Regions from separate parts of the Mus musculus genome. Here regions 1 and 2 are each linked to region 3. The links are chromatin contacts, called in public HiChIP or PLAC-seq and promoter capture Hi-C maps. All regions are on one chromosome and are shown on one strand. Each heading gives the region's core, a stretch centred on a gene start, on an enhancer-like site or on the middle of the called end of the contact. The rest is flanking DNA. Distances are from core to core; before and after follow the strand shown. Region 1 holds the start of Akr1c6 (aldo-keto reductase family 1, member C6). Region 2 has its middle 36 kb from the start of Asb13. Region 3 holds the start of Akr1c14 (aldo-keto reductase family 1, member C14).

What was found. Promoter capture Hi-C pulls out the DNA fragments that hold promoters and counts their contacts. HiChIP or PLAC-seq counts read pairs in DNA pulled down with a chosen protein or histone mark.
Region 1: a contact with region 3 is called in a promoter capture Hi-C map of liver, with 2.0 times the contacts expected there. The contact joins the promoter of Akr1c6 here to the promoter of Akr1c14 in region 3. A contact is called at or near these places in 3 of 39 promoter capture datasets (cranial neural crest, liver and maxillary cranial neural crest).
Region 2: a CTCF HiChIP or PLAC-seq map of the NIH/3T3 cell line shows a contact between it and region 3, with 7 read pairs. The contact joins the enhancer-like site here to the promoter of Akr1c14 in region 3. A contact is called at or near these places in 1 of 15 datasets of contacts at CTCF or cohesin (the NIH/3T3 cell line) and 1 of 9 other capture datasets (adipose tissue).

The regions. Positions count from the first base shown.
Region 1 is chr13:4,432,922-4,435,621 of GRCm38.p6, reverse strand. It overlaps Akr1c6 (aldo-keto reductase family 1, member C6), which reads right to left and starts at 1,279. Exons shown (of 9, transcript NM_030611.3): 1 at 1,148-1,279. The coding sequence starts at 1,231.
Region 2 is chr13:3,668,468-3,671,167 of GRCm38.p6, reverse strand. No RefSeq gene overlaps it. Among named protein-coding and RNA genes, the nearest start is that of Asb13, 36 kb to the right of the region's middle. Within about 2 kb of position 1,292, at least 64 of the 459 cell types and tissues checked have an H3K27ac peak or open chromatin away from gene starts, as enhancers often do. A contact at or near this core is called in the NIH/3T3 cell line and adipose tissue, where this site is marked.
Region 3 is chr13:4,058,297-4,060,996 of GRCm38.p6, reverse strand. Akr1c14 (aldo-keto reductase family 1, member C14) reads right to left here and starts at 1,406. Exons shown (of 9, transcript NM_134072.2): 1 at 1,282-1,406. The coding sequence starts at 1,365.

The DNA of each region.
Region 1 (2,700 bases), core at 30-2,529, 370 kb before region 3:
AAAAGTTGTTTGTCAAAAGGAACTTGAGGAGATAGTGGTATAGTATAAAGTCTTTTACAACGCCATTTTGCCTGCACAGCAAATATTAAAACTTTCAGCAGGATGTATGTTCAAAAGAAGAGATCTATATCTAGGAAATTAAGAGCATCATACAAAAAAATTACCCACATACATGCCCTCTTTTAAGCTTCAATTTCTTATTTTGTAGGAATTGTGATTGGAATTAAATTACATTTTTTGTCAAGTAGGATAAATTTTAATTAAAAATACAGAACCGCATTAAAGGATAAAAATGTAATGGTACTGTAGTAAGCACATAAGAAAGTTTATTTTATAGTATAAAGTTGAAGGCAAAAAGTGGAATATGTTTCTCCAGGGTTCATTGTCTTCGAGTTTCTATTCCTTTGACAAAACACCATGACCAAAAGCAACTCATAGAGAAAAGGGTTCATTACATCTTACAACAATAATGTCACACTCCATCACTCAGGGAAGTCAAGGCAGAAACGCAAGGAACTCCTGTTGATGGAATCAGCTATTGCAAAGGCAATAGAGGGGTGCTGCTTACCAGTTTCCTCTTTTTGGCTTGCTTGGTGTGCTTTCTTATGGAACTCAGGACCAGCAACCCATTGATGGCATCCCCTATAATGGACTGGGCTCTCCAACATCAATCACTAATTTAGAAAATTCCCTACAACTTGATATTATGGAGGTATTTTCTTAATTGGCATATCCTCTTCTCAAATGACTTTAGCTTGCATCAAGGTGATATAAAACTACCAAGCATATGAACAAGAACAGCACAGTTTTGCAGCAGATAAAGCACTTTTCAAAAATATACTCAGGATCAGTGTTGCTCAGGCAGCGCTCTTAGCTGTATTTCATTTTCTCTCCCTAATTGGGATGGAGAAAAATGAAAGGAAAAACTAGTGCTCACAATAATCTGGAACTAGGCTCTTGGATAAGTCCCTGATGCTGAATGTCATCTGCCTTTTCCTTGCACAAGGAAGAACTCTAGACTGCTAAAACAGAGAATTAGGTTAGCCCTGAAGAATCACATCAGAATTCAATGACTGTGCATACCATATCAACCCACCTACCAAATTCTCTCTTTGTTTCAACTCTCAACCCCAATTGCTATCATTACCTCTTGAGGTGCATAGGTACCAAACCCCAGTATAGGGATGAAGTGACCATCACTTAGACGCACTGTCTGCTGCTTAGAATCCATGGCTTCTCAGCCCACCAACTGAGAAGATACTATTCTGGCTTCTTTCACAGGACAGCAAATAAATGCTTGGCCTTATCCTAGATGTCCTTGTAATGAGTAACCAATGCAGTTTGTTGAAAAAGATGAAAGCAGCTTTGCACACATAAAGAGGAAACTGGAATGAATTCTGTTTTAAATTTCTGTGATTTGTTTATTGTTATTTTATGTTTATAGGTATATTTCTACATCTATATCATGCACTACAAGCATGACTAATGCCCATGGAAGTCAGAAAGTGCATACAATCTTCTGAAACTGGAGATATTGATAGTTCTTAGTTGTATGCTGGTGTTGATGATCAAACCCAGGACCTCTGGAATAGCAGAGAGCACTCTTAACCTCTGAGCCATCTCTCCATCCCCAACTTTCATGGATGAGAAATTCTTAAGATAATTAAAAAGCTGGAATGCAGCTCAGTGGCAAAAACCTTGCCTATCGTGTCTACAATGCTGGGTTCATTCTAAACATCATAAAGAAAACAAAAGAGAAGGGTAGAGGAGCAGAGAGCAAGGGGAGAAAGGAAGGAAGCTACAAATGATTCCAACTATGAAATGCTGCATACCTGTGCTGGTGGTTATAAAGATTCTTGTTATTAAAACAATTACCTATCTTATAAAACACACTTGTTAATATGTATATATAAACAGAGACTATAAATACAACTAAACATTAAAATAAATTATTAACAAGTGTAAGAACAGAAAAAAAAGAGAGCTGAACATATCCATTTGTAAATTACATCTTGTATCTTTCTTCTCTATATCTCATTAGAATACCCAGTGACACAGGCACAATTCTTACAAATATGCAGTGGAAATTGCCTTATTTAAGTGCCCAATCAACTTTTTACCAAAAACAATTTACAACATACACAAAAGAATCATAAAACAATTAATGATATTTTTGAAATTCAGTAAATACATCTGCGTGTTTATGGCTTCATAACTACTTAGGTTTGAATGACTTTGAGCTTGTTAATTTCTGGAAAACATTAGGAGAGGAATCTGCTGTCTCACAGAACAGACCTAAGTCTCTGAATAACCAATCCATTTCTACTGCACAACTATTGAGCCAAGTTTCTTGGTCCATGTAGACCTACCTAATTACATACCAATAGCTGTCAGTCCTACATTTTAAGTTAGAATCATGCTACACAAAGACATGGACCCTCCCTGAAGGTCTTAACGTCAGAAAGGGAATGGAGAATAAAAAGAAAGGTTTGCGTAGGTTGACTGAGAGTTGAAGAATAAAGGATAATTCACTGTAACTTTACTAAGGAAAATGAGTTCCATGGAGAAAAACAAATTCCCATTCAAACAGGGTCCTGAAGATATTTTTACATAAGTGCAGGATAGTATCATTATCAAAACAAAATAGCTAAGACATATTGCTCAACTGTACTGAAGTTTCAATGTTATTGATCTTTTCTT
Region 2 (2,700 bases), core at 43-2,542, 390 kb after region 3:
TTGCCAGACAATCATGAGAACCCAAAGTTGATCCCCAGAATCTACATTAAAAAACCAGGAATGGTAGTGTAGAACTTGTAATCCCAGTACTGAGGAGGTGGAAACAGGATGGTCCTTGGGGCTCGTTGGCCAGCCAGCCTAGTCTGATTCCCCAAACTCAGGTTACAGTGTGAGAATCTATCTCAGAAAAAAGGAGGAAGAGGAGAGAGAGGAGGAGGAAGAAGTGGAAGAGAAAGAGGAAGAGAGGGAGGAGAAAGAGGAAGTGGAGGAGGAGAAAGAGGGGGAGGAAGGGAAGGAAGAAGAGGAGGAAGAGGAGGAAGAGGAGGAAGGGAAGGAGGAAGAGGAAGAAGGGGAGGAGGAAGAGAAGGAGGGAGAGGAGGAAGAGGAGAAGGTGAATAAGTTCTAAGGAACAAGACTGATGGCTGACATCTGTTTTATTTCAACATGCACATGTGTACTTGCTAACAAATGTGTACACACACACACACACACACACACACAAGAATATTGGAGGCAAAAGTACAGCTATCCTATAAGTCCCTTGGAGAATAAACAGAAGCTAGGAGAGTTAAATAACATGGCAAGGACCTCCCTGCTCTGAAAGTCTCTGGTAGCCCATTTCTCATCACAAGTATGGAAGAGGCCAATCGAACATTGACCCTTCTAAAGCAGCTCATGTTCAACAAGGACAGGAGATAAGGAAGTCGTGTGCTTGAATCCTCGATAGTGTTCTCCCAATCCAGGCCCTTGAACATGCAGTGGAAGGAGCCAGCTCACAAGGCCCAGGCCTCGGAGGCAGACTTGGCTGGTTCCATGAAACCACAAGCTTGTACTTTTTCTCTATAATTTGTGGGAGGCATCAGCATTTCCTCTTTGGAGAAAGGGCAGCCAGCCCTCCAGGGATGAGGCAGGCATGGTAATCAGTAACAGCTGCAGCCTCAGTTGGCCAAGGGTCAAGGCTCCAGTCCTGTTCTTTCCCCCACAGTTTTGCAGTCTGGCTGATCTGGAGCTCAGGGCTGCCACTACAGCCCCAAGCACAGAGCCCCATACTATCTTGAGCCAGCTGTTTGGATTAGTGTTCCTGTCAATCTACAGAGACTAGAATGACATAGGTCCCCCACTCAATGCTGAAAGGATGGATTTGTGAGTCAATGGATGAATGAATCTTTCTACCTCTTTCTTCCTTAAACACGGTCTCAGGAGAGCCATTGCTCAACCTAATGGGCTTCCCAGCCCTGTGCTGAGAAGGGAGTGATAAGTTCCATGTCCAGGTCTCACAGGTCAGAGAGCAGAGAGTCCTCTGACCCTCCACCAGGTCATTCCTCCTGCAGGAAGAGCTCATGCCTGCCTTTCCACTGTACAGCCAGTGGCCATGCACTTGAGCAGACAGCATCAACCTCAGCACCATGCCCCTGGCTGTAGAAGAGCAGGCTGCAGAGGCAAATGGAAAGAAAGGGCAATTCTATGCAGAAGGATGTGAATAAGCCAGGACTTGGGGTGTTTCTGGGCCTTGGCCCCACTCTCCCTGGGGCCTATGAAGAAAGGGCTAACTAATTAAATAGGCTGGGGGAGCTTCTACAAAGACTCAATAGGAAAAGCCACCAACAAGCCATCTCAAGAGAGGCTGTGGTTACCTGAGGGCCAAGGAAAAGAAGGAGTGTGGCAGTATGCCTGAAAAGACTGCCTTTCAGTCAGCGCAGTGGAGAGGCCATCTGCCCTGTTCTCCCAGGTGGCTGTTTGCACTGCTCTGTTGGCTGGCTCAGAGTGGGAAGCCCTGTGGGAACACTAAGTTCTCAGCCCCAGTATGAGGGACCATCTCCTCTGCTGTTGCATTCCCCCATCTTTGTAAACTCCCAACACTGACCCCTTCTTCAAGGCTGGGAACGACCCCACTGACGCAGAACCCACAAGCCATGCATCTGAGCCTTACCACATCATAGCTTGAAATGGTTTGGAAGTGAATCTGTTTCTGGGTTTGTTTTGAGACCAAAATGCATGTTTTGACTTACTCTACCCTTTCCTGTTTCCATAAACTTGTTATGACTGGTTCTTTAGAGTACATGGAGAAAACAGAATTTACAGGTTTGGGGAAAGTGGCCAGTATTCCTCCGAGGAGTGCCCAGCCTTAAGGAAAATGTACTAGGCACTTTTCTGATTGCTGTAACAGAAAGATTCACAAAAGCAACTTACAGAAGAGAAACATTTATTTGGTCCCTGGTCCAAGGGTTCGGTCCACAATGGTGCAGGAGGCGTGACTGCAGGAATGTGACATGGCTGGTCACATTACATCCACAATCAGGAAGTAAAGAGAGATGGATGCTGTTGCTCAATTTGATTTCTCCTTTTTATTCCAGTCAGGTCCCCAGGCGTCCCATAGGATCATGCTACCCACATTTATAGTGGATGTTCCCATATCAGTTAACCCAGTCTAGCAACTCTCTAACACTTATGCCTGGAGATTTGTCTCTTGGGAAAGCCTAGATTCTGTCAAGCTGACAGTACTAACCTTCACAAGTGGCCTTGGATAAAGAGAATGAGCAGCCAGAGAGTACCATACAATCTCAGGAGCAATAACAGGAAAGTGAAGAAGACCACCTAGAGAGAGCATTACGGTCAGTGTTGACTAGGAGTGTATCATGCATGAGGGACCATCTGAAGCACTTACTTTGTATCCTGGACTGTGCTAAGCTCAGACTACAT
Region 3 (2,700 bases), core at 157-2,656:
GAGAGAGAGAGAGAGAGAGAGAGAGAGAGCATGTTTTTGTGTGTGATCTGAATATCTAAGGAAGTCCTGTGTGTACCTTTTCTCTTCTGCCCTGTGAGCCCAGGGACCAATCAGACTCAATTCATCAAAGGCCCGACAAAATGTTTCAGGAATTGTTTTCTCTAATGTATTCAATCTACGTAAAATAGTATAATTTAGTTTTCCATTTAAAAACACTATTTTATCTTAAGTGTTTTGCCAGCCTGCATGTCTATGTTGCCTGGTGTCAGCAGAGACAAGAAGAGGATTTTGAATCTCCTGGACCTGGAATTACAGACAGTTGTAAGCCACCATGAGGGTGCCAGGACTTGAACCTAGTTCCTCTGCCACAGGAGCCAGTGCTCTTAACCACTGAGCTCAAACACTGAGTTCCAGTTTACACAACGCAGCCCTGCCCTTCTCTAAACTGTACTGACTCCTACAGATTTACTGAAACTAGAGCTGCTGTGATATCTTTGCTCCTTACCTCTCTTTCAAGCATGCATGCTAAGTAAAAATTCTTATCAGAAGAGGTCAAAGTATCTCTATGATCATGTCTTCTGCATGAGAAAATTGCGACTTAAGCTTGCAGTGCCAGTCTTTGCCACGCACTGAGTAAGTAACCAGAGGATGAGATCAGAATGAAAACATTTCCCCAGGAAAACCTCCTGTTGTATTTTGATTCAAATGTCATGAATGGGATCATGGAGCAAGGATTTAGAGTTGCTTTGTTAAATTATAATTAACCCCAAAAATAGTGTTCTATTTTCTTTTTAGGTAAATGCTTCTAAAGTGAAAGTAGGAAAGAAATTCTACTTCAGTGCAGGTCTGAAGTTTGTGCTGTGGACTCAGACTCTGCTCTTTGTCTGATCATTTGTCATAAACTCCAATAAGTTCTACTACAAATTTGTTTTCTGGCTTCTGAGAGGAATAGTTATTTGAAGCACAGAAAGAAAAAAAAATCCATGTCACTAATCCTTTTGTAATCAATTCAAAGCACAGCAGTAGTACTGATTGGTTTTCATTTACTGTAAAATAGACTGAAACTAAAGGAGAAACAGAGCAGAGCCCAGAATAAACAATATTGTCCACATGATAAGTCTCCAAGGAACAGTAACAAGTCTGACTCCTCTATTACACATGAATAGCTGTAATCTGCAGACCTGATGTCTAATGTGAGCCTGAAGCAAACAGGAGCAAATCTAAAAGCACATCCTTGATCTCTTCTCCTATAAACTCTTAAGCCCAAGACACAACTCTTACCTTATCGGGCACAGTGGTTCCAAACCCCAGTGCAGGGATGAAGTGACCATCGTTTAGTACCACACGTGGGGATACAGAATTCATAGCTTGTTACTCATGCAACCACGCAGGTCTTGAGACTTCTGTTTTCACAGGATAAACGCCAGGAAAATTGCTACAGCTCCTTAAATATCTCCTGGAAAGTTAAACAATGGCATGTGGGAGGAGCCAGCTTAAAGCAATAGTCCAGAGACAAAAACTGGAGGCTGTCTGCATGTGTATGAGAGTGAACTCCAATAAATCAAGAAAGCATGAAAATGAAACCATGAATTTCTTGTAGAAGAAAAGGTTCTGTTCACAGTCCATGCTTAATTGTGTAAATTGTTAAGGGGAAACTGATGGACAGCAATCAATCACAGGTTACCTAGAAAGTAACTTCAGCTACTGGGCTCTGGTTTTCATTTGAAAAGAGTATCTCTTCTTTACTTTCTAAACAGTAAAAGTCTCATTGTGACATTTCCACCCAGACACAATGTTTCTTGATCAAGCTTACCCACTGCCCCTCCTGTTCCCTCTCTGGCCCCCTAAATAGTCTCTTCTCCTTTTATGTCTTTTTTCAAAAACCAAACACCATCTGTGGGGAACACACAAGCTATTTGCCTTTCTGAGTTGGGGATTTTATGTTTAACAAGATGATTTTCACCTAGTCCATTCGTTTTGGTGCAAATGATATGATTTTGTCTGTCCTAAATAAAGCTCTGTTGCAGGAAATATTTAAAAAATGAACTGGCACGTTCCTACTCTTGTGCCTCTGCCCCAGCGGCCTGGCTGACCATGCACTGGTGGGCAACAGCCAGCCTGTTTCTATCTTGTGGAGACTGACTCAAAACTCCACAATCTCTCCACCCAGCTCTCGGGTTCCCACTGGCAGTTGCTACCACGCCAACCCCGTGCTTCAAATCCCCCATGCCTTTGTGGTGCACATCTGGCAATCCCATGCTTTGCCACCATACCTTTCTTGAACCCATATGAGCCACCGAGTGAAGGAAAACGCAACACAAACTCAGTTCAGAAACAATGGTAACTCAATCTCTGGGTGCAACAACTAAAACCTAATCTTGTAAACTAGCCAGCCTGGTTTACAGAGTGAGTTCCAGGACAGCCAAGGCTACACAGAGAAACCCTGTCTCGAAAAACTAAAAAAAAAAAAAAAAAAAAAAAAAAAAGTAAAATCCAATTACTGGCTGAGATAAGAGCACTGACTGTTCTTCAGAAGGCTCAGTGTTAAAATCACAGCAACCACATGGTGGCTCACAACCACCTGTAACGAGATCTGATGCCCTCTTCTGGTGCACCTGAAGACAGCTACACTGTACTTATTTATAATAATAAATACATTTTTTTTTTAAAAAATCCAATTCCTTGCAAATTTGCCATGAT